Linked DNA regions of Mus musculus: region 1 is linked to region 2. The links are chromatin contacts, called in public HiCAR-type maps. All regions are on one chromosome and are shown on one strand. The core of a region is the stretch at or near the end of the contact, and the rest is flanking DNA. Distances in the headings are between cores, read along the strand shown. Region 1 overlaps Fars2 (phenylalanine-tRNA synthetase 2 (mitochondrial)). Region 2 overlaps Fars2 (phenylalanine-tRNA synthetase 2 (mitochondrial)).

Evidence for each region. HiCAR-type assays count read pairs that join an accessible place to other places.
Region 1: a HiCAR-type map of Th17 cells shows a contact between it and region 2, with 3 times the contacts expected there. The contact joins two enhancer-like sites. A contact is called at or near these places in 1 of 15 datasets of contacts at CTCF or cohesin (the NIH/3T3 cell line), 3 of 484 Hi-C or Micro-C datasets (Th1 cells, liver and neural progenitor cells), 1 of 115 datasets of contacts at active chromatin or transcription factors (Th17 cells) and 1 of 9 other capture datasets (embryonic stem cells).

The regions. Positions count from the first base shown.
Region 1 is chr13:36,445,207-36,450,703 of GRCm38.p6, forward strand. The region is part of intron 6 of Fars2 (phenylalanine-tRNA synthetase 2 (mitochondrial)); the gene reads left to right. Among named protein-coding and RNA genes, the nearest start is that of Gm46409, 160 kb to the right of the region's middle. Within about 2 kb of position 3,380, at least 22 of the 459 cell types and tissues checked have an H3K27ac peak or open chromatin away from gene starts, as enhancers often do. A contact at or near this core is called in Th17 cells, where this site is marked.
Region 2 is chr13:36,286,579-36,292,627 of GRCm38.p6, forward strand. The region is part of intron 4 of Fars2 (phenylalanine-tRNA synthetase 2 (mitochondrial)); the gene reads left to right. Among named protein-coding and RNA genes, the nearest start is that of Gm40912, 82 kb to the left of the region's middle. Within about 2 kb of position 1,368, at least 7 of the 459 cell types and tissues checked have an H3K27ac peak or open chromatin away from gene starts, as enhancers often do. A contact at or near this core is called in Th17 cells, where this site is marked.

The DNA of each region.
Region 1 (5,497 bases), core at 2,130-4,629, 160 kb after region 2:
GCCCTCTAGAGCTCCCTCCCTCTTTGGCAACTCCCCATAAGTCTCTCAGTCCTTGTCAGTCCAGCTTCCCTCATCCCTGCCCTCCTCAGCCCTTCTTACCCCTCCCCTCCCTGAAGCCCTCCTCTCCCCGTCCTTCCTCCTCTTGGCCTCCCTGTTCTGCCCAGCCCTCCTCCCCCTATATCCGGCTTCCTCTACTGCCACTCCTCCCCTCCAGCCCTGTTCTGTAGCCTCATCCTTACCTCCCCTCATCCCTTCCTCTTTCATCCCAAACTGGCTTTCCACATAGGCCCTTCTCCTCTGTCCGTTCCTCCTTCCTCTCCCCCTCCCCCTGTATCACCCACTCCTCCTTCCTTCCTTCCTTCCTTCCTTCCTTCCTTCCTTCCTCCTCCTCCACCACATCCCTTCTTTTTTCCCTCAGCCCTACTCTGCCTTCACTCCCCACCCCAGCCCTCCTCCTTTGTACCCATTTTCTATTCCCCTCTAGCATCCTTCTCTACCTCCTCACCCTTCCCTATCCATCCTCCTTAGCTCCCTCCTCCCCTGACTCCTCTTCCTCACCCCCCATCCATCCTTCTCAGCTCCTTCCTCCCTGACTCTCTTCCTCACCCTCCCCATCTGGCCTCCTCAGCTCCTTCCTCCCCAACCCCTCCTCCTCTGCCCTTGCCCCTCCTTTCCTCTTAGTCATCCTACTTCATCCCATTGCCCTCATCCCTTCATCCCTCCTCCAACCCCACCCCAGTCCTCCTCTTCATCCTTCCCAGTGTAGCTGTTTGTTGACAACTTCACTGAGAACTCAACACAAAATAAGTGGCAGATGTGGAGTTTCAAAGAAAAGGATTTGTTTGTTTGTTTTGTTTTGTTTCATTTTAGAAATGGAAAACTTTCTATGTCTCCTATGTCAGTTCACTCTTGAGTTCTCTGGAATACTTTTCATCTCTATGCTAATTTTATGTTGTAAGTGGAAATCGATTACATAGGAAGAACAGAAAGGGGGTTGGATCAGAGACCATCTGAGTGGCTGATAATCTAGTGGACCCTTCCTTCTGTCCCATAGAGGAAATGTCCTCCTAGCAGCCAAGGCTGTCCTAGGGGCCAGGGGCAGGTCAGGAGTAAGGGCTTCCTTTACACTCCCATGCCTGGGAAGTACGGATGCTCCCTCTTGTTCCAACAGTTCCCTGCAGATTTCTATCTCAGTGCTGAATCTGCCTATTGATTCATCAGAGCATCTTGTCAGCAGCACAGAGTGGCCTAGAAGCCATGACTAAGTATGAATGAGTGGACAGTGGATTGCGCTTGGTTCTCAGTCATGAGATGGATGGAACCCTCACCTCAGTCATGTTTGCCCTCTGGGCACCAGCGAGCTTCGTCAGAACAGGCACTGCATCAGTATACATGAGAGATGCATGGTTGTGCTCTCTGCAGATCTACATGGGTCTGCTCTGTGGTGGCTCCGGGACACCTGCCCCACAAAAGAGTGCCATGTCGCAATGATTTCTCTCGTTTGTTTTTGTTTAGTCCCGTCATGTGTTATTTCCTGTTTCTTTTCTTACACTGTGAAACATTTGTTGGTTTATTTAAAGAGACAATACGTGATGAAAGAGGAGTGTGCTGGAGGCTTCCGGGACTGGAATAATAAAATTACAAAAAGTTCCTTCCTTTCAACTTTGGAGAAAACGTAGCAAGTTCTGTGTGAGAAAGCAAGACCTCTTGACACATAAGCAAAGTCATGGGCTATTGCCTGAGTGTGCCCACCCCGTTCTCAGCTGGTTAGGATGCTTATGGCTTCCCTCAGAGTCTCCTTTCAGTTTGATCATCTGATCATCTGGAGCCTCAGCTCAGAACAGCAGATGGGCAGATGAAGTGCACTGGGTACTTAGAGGCTTCTGGGCTGACATCTCAACTGTGGTCCATCTCACTCTGGTGCGCACTGCTCGAATGCTAACAGGGCTGGCCCAGGGGCTGTGATACCACTTGGTTTCTTAGAGATTCAGTCCACACCTCCCTGAGGGCTTTGACAGGAGCTACAGAGCTACAGAGACATGAGTATGTGCGGCTGAGGTGCTTGATTGCTCCTCAGAAGTCAGTCCACTGAATTCATTTTCTCCTCACTAGGAAATCTGAGCCACAACCACAATACCATGTTCACAAGCCAAAAGAGAAAATTCTTGAAGCTACTCAGAAAAATAATGACTATGTGTTTTTGTCATTCTTTTAAGTATTCTTTCTGAGGTTTAACTCAAAGTATTGCCTGCCTGCCTGCCTGCCTGCCTGCCTGCCTGCCTTCCTTCCTTCCTTCCTTCCTTCCTTCCTTCCTTCCTTCCTCCCTTCCTTCCTTCTTTCCCTTCTTCCTTCCTTCCTTTTTCCTTCATACAATGCTCTGATAGAACTCAGAAGGAATAAATGAAAAGCCAGGCAGTAGCCTGCAGGTAGGAGCTTGCTTGTCTCCTCCCTCTATGGAGTCTTCTCTTTTTCAAGGTTAGGTACTGGTATAGTTATGTCCTTCGAATTTTGGAGAGGGGTGCTAGGGTGTTGACGAATATGGGGAAATGCATAGTGCTCCATGGTAGAGTTGGGAAGAAGGGATGGCAGGCTCATGGACTCCCTCTAGAGTGCTGTACTTATTTAAAAGGCTATGAGTTTGATTGATTGCATTCAGCTAACCCTAAAACACTCTGGAGTCCTCCTGTGTACAATGGTCTGAATTGGGTGGTACAAAGACCTCTTAAACTTGCTCCTAACTGAAAAGGGGCACAATTAAGTCATTAGTCTTCCTTTGTGTGTCTGCTTCACAGTTTACACAGAGCAGAGAATGTAACTGAGTAGACACTTTGTCATCAAGGACCGCTGCACCTCCCCAAGTGCACTGTGAGTTGAAACGGCACTACCTAAACACCCTGTGAGTTCACGTCAGCCAAGTCAGCAGCTTGGCTGCACAGGGACAGGATTGACTTCTCTCCTGGACAGTCCTTGAAGTGCCAGGAAGCCTGCCAGCTGCAAGGACCAGCAGCAAGTCAGTCCTTAGACTGTGGTTCCTGTGGACCAGGCATGTGCACTTGAGAGAGACAAAGTGAGTAGAGGAAGATTAAGATCATATCTAATCAAATCAAACTTTAAAATGAAAAGGACGTTTCATTTGACATTAAGAAAAGAAAATCCTATAAAATATCAAATATGGAGCCAGCAGCTAAAATTCACAGAATAACAAAATATCAGAGCAAGACAATCTCCTAGAACGGTCTGTCCACATCAGCCATTCACGGGTGGGGCCGCCAGCAGCACTTGGCCATCCTTCTCTTTGGCAGTGTGTGTAGGGTGGAAATGCACCTAATATTACTTGGTTGGGGAAGACAGAAGCCATTTTCTCTGAAGATATTTTGGCTGCTGCTTACAGGCTCATGGAGCACGAGAAATGCTTTGATGTGGAATATGTCTGGTTATGGGGCTTGCCTGAGCTGCGGGGGATTTCCACTCTCTCCCACGTGATGTTTGGCAGCCAGAATTCCTTTAATGCCCACCATCAGAGCACTTCTCCTTACTGTTCCTCTGCCCAGCCCCTTCAGTAGTCTCTGCACTCTGACAATAAATGGCTCAGAAAACAGATGAGAGATGTGTAAATTTACCTTTTTCCCCTAGGGATGATCGGAGCGTTCGAAGCTCCTGTCGTGCAGAGTTTCACTTCTCACCAGTGATGACTTGCTTTCATGATGCAAGCTTTGTCTTCTGTTTCATATTCAGTTTTCTAAGCAACCACATAAGCAAATATTTAATTTGTTTTCATTCACTCTTGTAGTACTGGATGGAACATAGATGAAACTGTACTGTTTGGTGGCCGTCGGAAGCTTGGGGATACCCAGAACAGTTTTGGTGTTGTACAGAAGGGCTGGCCCACCGGCAGTGCAAACAACTAAAGACACAGAGTAAACGGGATCACTGAGATGCATTAGCTCAGGCCACTGACGTTCACTACGTAGTTGTCATGGCTTCATTCAGACGGATCACTTCTTGTTTTTCTCCATTTGTGGACATCCAAGCCCTAAATGCATGGCTTTGAAGGCATCTCTAAATGTAATCCTGGCTTTTGTTTTCATAAGTGTATAAATTTTAACAGGCTACACATCTTGGGGTTTCAAGTTTCCAATGGTAGTGATGGTGATTCTACATAGAATGTTCAAGGAGGTTCTAGTCTAATAAGATACCTTACACTGTTGCTACAAATCCAAGCAGATGCTTAATCTTCTACCTTAAAAGACAGGGGAATGCTGGGCTGGAAAGAAATCACAAGTCATTTATCAACATCAAACTAGCTGTAGTAATGAGATCTTTGGTAAAGTGGACTTCACTGATGGTTCTTGAACACTGTGTACCTTGGCTTCCATCAACAGATCCTGTACAAAAGAAAACCAGTTAGTTACTACAGGGACATTAGTAAACTTTGTCAGGATCTTGTCTACCACAGCCTTGAAAGCCTCTGTAAAACCTTCTGTGAAAAAATTCTTAAGAGTTCAGTGTAAGAGAATTTTAGCTGTCTTCATCATGTTGTTACAGTTAATAGTAGGCAGCTTGCACTTAACTTTGGCTGGAGAGAGACCCTGCTGATTCTTTGGTAGGCTTCGAGGTTTACAGTTTCTATTACTTTTCTCCCTGCCCTCAGCATTACTAACGTTGACCCCACATATTATATTCAAGGCTGACAACATAGTATTACAGTTACCACTCAAGAAGTTAACACCTTCCTTGGTCACCCAAGCATCTATGAATGCCCAAGAATTGAGTCTGTTGAAAGAGACTACCTGTTGGGTATCACCTCATCAGCCACAAGAGCACCAAGCCTGGGTCTTCTGCCAGGCGAATAAAGGAGAAGAAGAGACTGAGCTGTCTTTAAGAGCCACTTCTAAGGGTACCCGTTCAGGTGACTTTACAAGCTCATATGGCTCATGACCTATGAAAGTGATGAGACAGAAGTGAGTTGGCTCCAGTAAAATGTCAGAAACACTCCCTTAAGTGTATTCTTTATCATCAAGCATTTTATTATATATTTTCTTTTATTAGCCACTTGAAATCCCCAGTAGAGTGAGACAAAGTATAAATTTATGAAAATCAAACACAACAGATTAATGATATATGCACCCAAGTTTGGGCATTATGCATTAGTACACAAGAAGTATTCAGTGGCCAAAATTGGACGTAGGTAGTTTGATCACCAGCCAAGTTATATTTAGGTTCTTCCACTCAATATCAATCAATCACAACCAATTACTTGATATGCAACAGGCAGTATAAACCACTAACCAATGCAGATATTATGCTTTGGAAAATCACATATTCACAGGGCTCTGTCCCAACTAAAGTTGTAGTCTCCAGAGAACAGAGCCATGTCTCATCTAAGTCTTTATGCTTACTATATGTGGCACACAACTGATATGCAAAAATATGTAAAAGGTGACTAGGTAAATGCCAGGAGAACAAGTACCTTTCAATCAACTGAGCAAAGCTCATA
Region 2 (6,049 bases), core at 118-2,617:
GAGTGAAAGGCTGAGCAAAAGGGATGTCCTCAGCCAGAGCAGGGACTGTCACCAAGAGTGTTAGAGAGGAATGGGGGATGCAGGAAGAAGAGCATCTGCTTCCTGAAGAAGAAAGTACAATTTCAAAATGTAGAATATTAAGTGTCACTTAGTATTATCAGTGTAGAGAGCTAGATCTTTGCATTAAATCTTTAGGGTTTGCTGAAAATATAGGAGTGAAGACACCAGGAAAAAAAAAAAAGCCCTTCATTATAATTAGGGCTGGCAACCAGTGTTCTGATGCTTATGTCTGACGATATTGCATATGAACCATGTCCAGGACAGTTCGTATATCTAAACCTTGATAGTATATGCCTTCCCAATACTTAGTATATGATTTCATAATTAAAATAAGCAATTGAGGTTGAGGCAGGTGGCACAGATCTGTAATCCTAACTACTTGGAGAATGGAGGCAGGAGAATTGTAAACCTAGTGTCTGCCTGGACTACAGGGTTGTTCAAGTTATGTTGTGCAATTTAGTACAACCTGTGCAAAATAAAGCAGTAGGTGACCTGGGGACATAGCTCAGTGGCAGAGAGCTTATATACCATCCAGAAGGCCCAGTGTTCAATCTACAGTACTAGAAACAAGTGAAACATAGAGGCCTCTCTGGACTTGGTTTTCACAAGGACTGCCATTCCTGAGAATATGTCCCAGGAACCAGTTTTTGAGCTTCTGACTTGACCAGATTCAGACACCCACTATACCAGCACCCATTTCATTCCCTTCCTGGTACTCCTCACTTGACTGAAACGTGACTTACTTGCATGATCAATGAAAATATATCACTTGTCTTGTTGTAGCATCTTCAAGACATAAAGTAAAGTGATTAGGAATATGGGCTCCTAAGTCAGCATGCCAGAGTTTCAACTCTTTCAGGAGGGTGACCTTGATAATATTAATTAACCTAAGTTTCCATTTACTAAATATTGCAATTAATTTTTATTGTATTTAATTTTAGTTGGTATTTTTAAGGTTTAAATGAATAAGTTAATTCAAATACTTAGACTGTGATTAACACATGAAAAGTTCCATATCGATGGTGACCTGGCACAGGAGAGCTTTCAGACATTGGACCCCAAAGACTGTGTGTACAACAGGGCATTCTGATAATTTCATCACCTACTCCTGTGGTCGGACATTGCTTAGCCTGTCTAGGTAGACTTCTAGAGTGTTAGGCTCAGAAAGAACTTTCTAGATGAATATAACATTTTACTGGGACTTTTATGGACTTTTGTTTCACTGATAAAAGCCTGACAGCTCAGTTGGAGAATGAGCAATGACATTTCCCTTCCTGTGTAGGGTGGTTAGACACAAAGGTTATGAGTCCTTAAGAACTGGGGCTGGGTAAGTGGTTTAGAAGTAGACCACTCACATAGAGTGCACAAGCTGCTCGGTTCATGCCTGAGTACTGCCCCTGTTCCTTCTAAGAGAGAACACTAAATCTTTAAGTAGTGGCAAACGCAGGAGTCAAATCCGAGTGCTCTGTCTCCTAGCCCCTAGTTGGAGGTGGCTATCTTATACGCCTTGCTTGTGCTCTCAGTGCTCTGCCCAGACCCAGGTGAGAAACCAATGCTTGCACCGCCATGCTGCTCTCAGGCTGACTGAGCAGCTCATCTTGCAACCAGCCCTCTGCCATGAAAATGGTTCTGCTTGGAGGTAACATAGCGCATGCAGGGAGCTTGTACTACTTACCTCACTGTTGATGTCATTGTGAGCCGTCTTAGTATGAGTAGTGTGAGGGACCAAGCACCAGCTTGTTCATTTCTGTTTGAAGACTGTGGTGTGCCTTCCTGGAATTACCCCCTTTCCCCTCTGAGCCCAGTTGAGGGTGCTAAGGTCTATGGGTAAGACAGGAGTCCATATATACTTTAAGGCAAACGTATTAGAGGATTCCTATGTTTTTTTTAAACTGTAAAAACCTTCAAGTCATAGCTTTTAGCATCCATTGGTACTGTTTGAAATTACTAAAGCACTTGTATGAAATTTCATACAGTAGAATTATATCTTTGGTGAACCTCTTTTAGTTTGCCTCCTGGCTAGGATGCATCATCATGCACAGCCCTGAGTCAGGTGAAAGGCATGGACATTTGGATTGATTTTTCTTCTGGATGCAAGTCTTTCCTTTATTCCATTGTTTGAGGACCCTCACTGGGCCTAGACCTACATAGCATGTTGTCTGGACTGTGCTAGGTTTGCCTTCCCCTTTCTTGCTGTCATAGTTATTTATTTTTTTTATTTGTTCTATTAAAAACCTGTTGGACCTTATTCCAAATCCCACCACGAGTGAGGATACGGTATGACCTAGAATATTTGAGGAGTCTGGAGCCAGAAGTGAGTTCCACTTCCTTCTGTGTCCTAATATTAGGCCAGGTGCAGAGGTTTGTTTTTTGTTGTTTTGTTGTTTGTTTTTTTCTTTTTCTCAAGAGTATCTGCAGGGTTTTTTCTCAAGTATATCTGCAGATATTCATCTTTCTTTGGCTTTCAGCAGGATAAAGTAGTTTATAATACATAGTTGTTTATGTTTTAAATTCTATCACTATTTGTCAGTTCTTACTTGTGATGATATATCAATAGATATTATAGCCTCTTATAAAGAATATGCATACAACTCAGTTGCCGACACCCTCCGCATGGACTTAGTTTGGGTAAATATATATATATATATATGCAGGGAGCTTGTACTACTTACCTCACTGTTGATGTCATTGTGAGCCGTCTTAGTATGAGTAGTATATATATGTATGTATGTAAACTTTTTTTGCAGAATAGTTAAAAGAGAATCACTATGGTTTGAACCATAATTTTAGCTACATTCCAACCTGATTTTTTGAGGGTAAATAACAACTCAAAAGAATGTAAGCAAAACTCACACAGCCATAACTGCATGTCTCAGGAGACATCAACTAGCCATGCTGCTTTAGCTACCTGAGGCTACTCTACTCCTTAAGAGAAGGGAAGAGTGTGATGCTTGGAAGAATGGGGACCAGGAGAAGGCCCTTTTCAGTCCATTGTGAGGCCCCACCTCCCCCACTGTAGCAGCTACACAGACATGTGCATTTTCACACACAGAGACACTCTTGATGTTTCAGTGTCCTTGTATGTCAGACCTCAACTCTCAACCCAAATCCAGGGACTGAGTAAGAAGAGAACAGGCTTATATAGAAATGAGGTCATTCTGTATTGGCCCCTCAAAGGCTCTTTTACAGATGAGACAATTGAAGTACCAAAATACAAATGACAGACGTGGGGCGGGGCCCCAGAGCATTATGTGTCTGCCTAGCCCCCGTCTTAGAGTCTGTCAGCATCTTCCTTGAATTGAATTGTCATTAGCAAAAGCCCAGATTTAATATTTCACCTGCTTCAAGAAGACTTGAATTAGTGTTACTTTTTCATTTGAATCATCTTTGAAGATGGATCTCAGCATTTTAAACTTTTTTTTTTTTTGTGGTAAAAAGAGAGTCTGCTAACAAATGATTCTGTCCTCTGACATGAAGAGGAGGTAGTAGAAACTGTGGTCATGAATTACATATCCTTGCCATAAGTTTTCCTTTCCATTTTTCTGAGTAGCATGATGAAGGAAGCCTGCAGCAGGTGTACTGCTTCCCACCTGGGATATAAACCATGAATTTGCATATTCTCATTTTTTTGCTGCCACCCCCTAGTACCCATTGTCATTTCAGATCATTCTGATTGGAAGACCTCCCTTAATATGCTAAGATGCTGAGATGGCAGTCTTTGTAGTCAGTCTGACACATCTGGGGAGAGGGTGGTTCAAATGAAGGATTACTTTCACCCGTCGTTCTATGGACATGTTTCTGAGGGTGTTTTCTTGATGTTTAATTGGCTTATGTGGGCTCTACTATCCCTAGGCAGGTGGACCTGGGCTGTAAAAGAAAGATAGCTGGACATAAGCTAGAGAGGGAGCCAGACAAAGATTTCCCAGGGTTGTCCTCGAGTTCCACCCTGACTTCTCAATGATCAAGTATAACCAGGAGATGAAGTAAAGCCTTTATTTTCCCAAGTTGATTTTGGCTATGACGTCTAATCTGGAATAAGCACTTAGACAGTCCACAGTCTTGTACCTGTATTGTACCATGTAGCTTTAGTTATGATTTTTAAATTACTGTTAACATCTTGCTGTTCCTAATTTATAAGATAATCTTTTCTATAGATATGTATATGTAGGAAGCAGCATAGTATGTATATGAGTCTATACTGTCCACAGGTTCAGAAATCCCCTGGGAGCTTTGCAATATGAGTCCACAGATAAGAGACCTACTGTGCCCACCAGGCCGCAGCTGTGACTGACTGGGCTCTCATGGTACCACCAAAACTTGCTTGAAAATGAACCCAGATGCCCCTCAACAGAGGAATGGATACAGAAAATGTGGTACATCTACACAATGGAGTACTACTCAGCTATTAAAAAGAATGAATTTATGAAATTCCTAGCCAAATGGATGGACCTGGAGGGCATCATCCTGAGTGAGGTAACACATTCACAAAGGAACTCACACAATATGTACTCACTGATAAGTGGATATTAGCCCAAAACCTAAGATACCCAAGATATAAGATACAATTTCCTAAACACATGAAACTCAAGAAAAATGAAGACTGAAGTGTGGACACTATGCCCCTCCTTAGAAGTGGGAACAAAACACCCTTGGAAGGAGTTACAGAGACAAAGTTTGGAGCTGAGATGAAAGGATGGACCATGTAGAGACTGCCATATCCAGGGATCCACCCCATAATCAGCATCCAAACGCTGACACCATTGCATACACTAGCAAGATTTTATCGAAAGGACCCAGATGTAGCTGTCTCTTGTGAGACTATGCCGGGGCCTAGCAAACACAGAAGTGGATGCTCACAGTCAGCTAATGGATGGATCACAGGGCTCCCAATGGAGGAGCTAGAGAAAGTACCCAAGGAGCTAAAGGGATCTGCAACCCTATAGGTGGATCAACATTATGAACTAACTAGTACCCCGGAGCTCTTGACTCTAGCTGCATATATATCAAAAGATGGCCTAGTCGGCCATCACTGGAAAGAGAGGCCCATTGGACACGCAAACTTTATATGCCCCAGAACAGGGGAACGCCAGGGCCAAAAAGGGGGAGTGGGCGGGTAGGGGAGTGGGGGTGGGTGGGTATGGGGGACTTTTGGTATAGCATTGGAAATGTAAATGAGCTAAATACCTAATAAAAAATGGAAAGAAAAAAAAAAAAAAAAGAAAGAAAATGCCTGTCTTGTTTTACTCTCCACCTGAGATCAGAACCTTAACAGCCTAACAGTGAACTAACCATGTAGTATATCTTACATGGGCTATCTAAAGGGCATCTTCTAAAATCTCCTCAGAGGTCCTTGTGAGTAACACAGAGAATGTGATCTGGGTGGAAGAAGAATACACTTAGTTATATTTGTCTTCATTTGAACACATCTTTCCAGAGTGTAGATTATTGACTTAATATTAACCTGAAGAAATATTCTAGTAGAATGATTCAGGATCCTGTCCTCAGAATTGTCTTGTTCGTGATTTTTATCAATGACTTTGATAAAGACATGTTTATCAAATTGGCATCAGGCTAGGAGGGATAGCTAATGTGATTAGTGACTTGGTCCTGAGTCAAGAAAATCTTGATAGCCTGAAATGCACCAGAAATAACCTGATGAAAAATAGTAAAGTTAAATATAAAGTCTTCACATTAGGTTTAGAAAATTAATTGCAAAACTCCAGGGTCGGAAGAGGATGTAATTTGTCACAAATTCAATTTGAGTTAACTTATGACAAGTCCGCTGAAGAATGTAGGTAATATTATGGAAACACATATATAGCCTATGAAAAATAGGAGCAGGCATAGCTCATCGGGTTGGTGCACACACCCCTTGCCCCCTACCCCGCACTGGCCCTTACCTTGGATATACTTACAGTATAGGATTACTGAATGGTTTGCATATTTTAATGAGTTAAGGAAAAATATTTTAAGTGTATGTTGAAATACG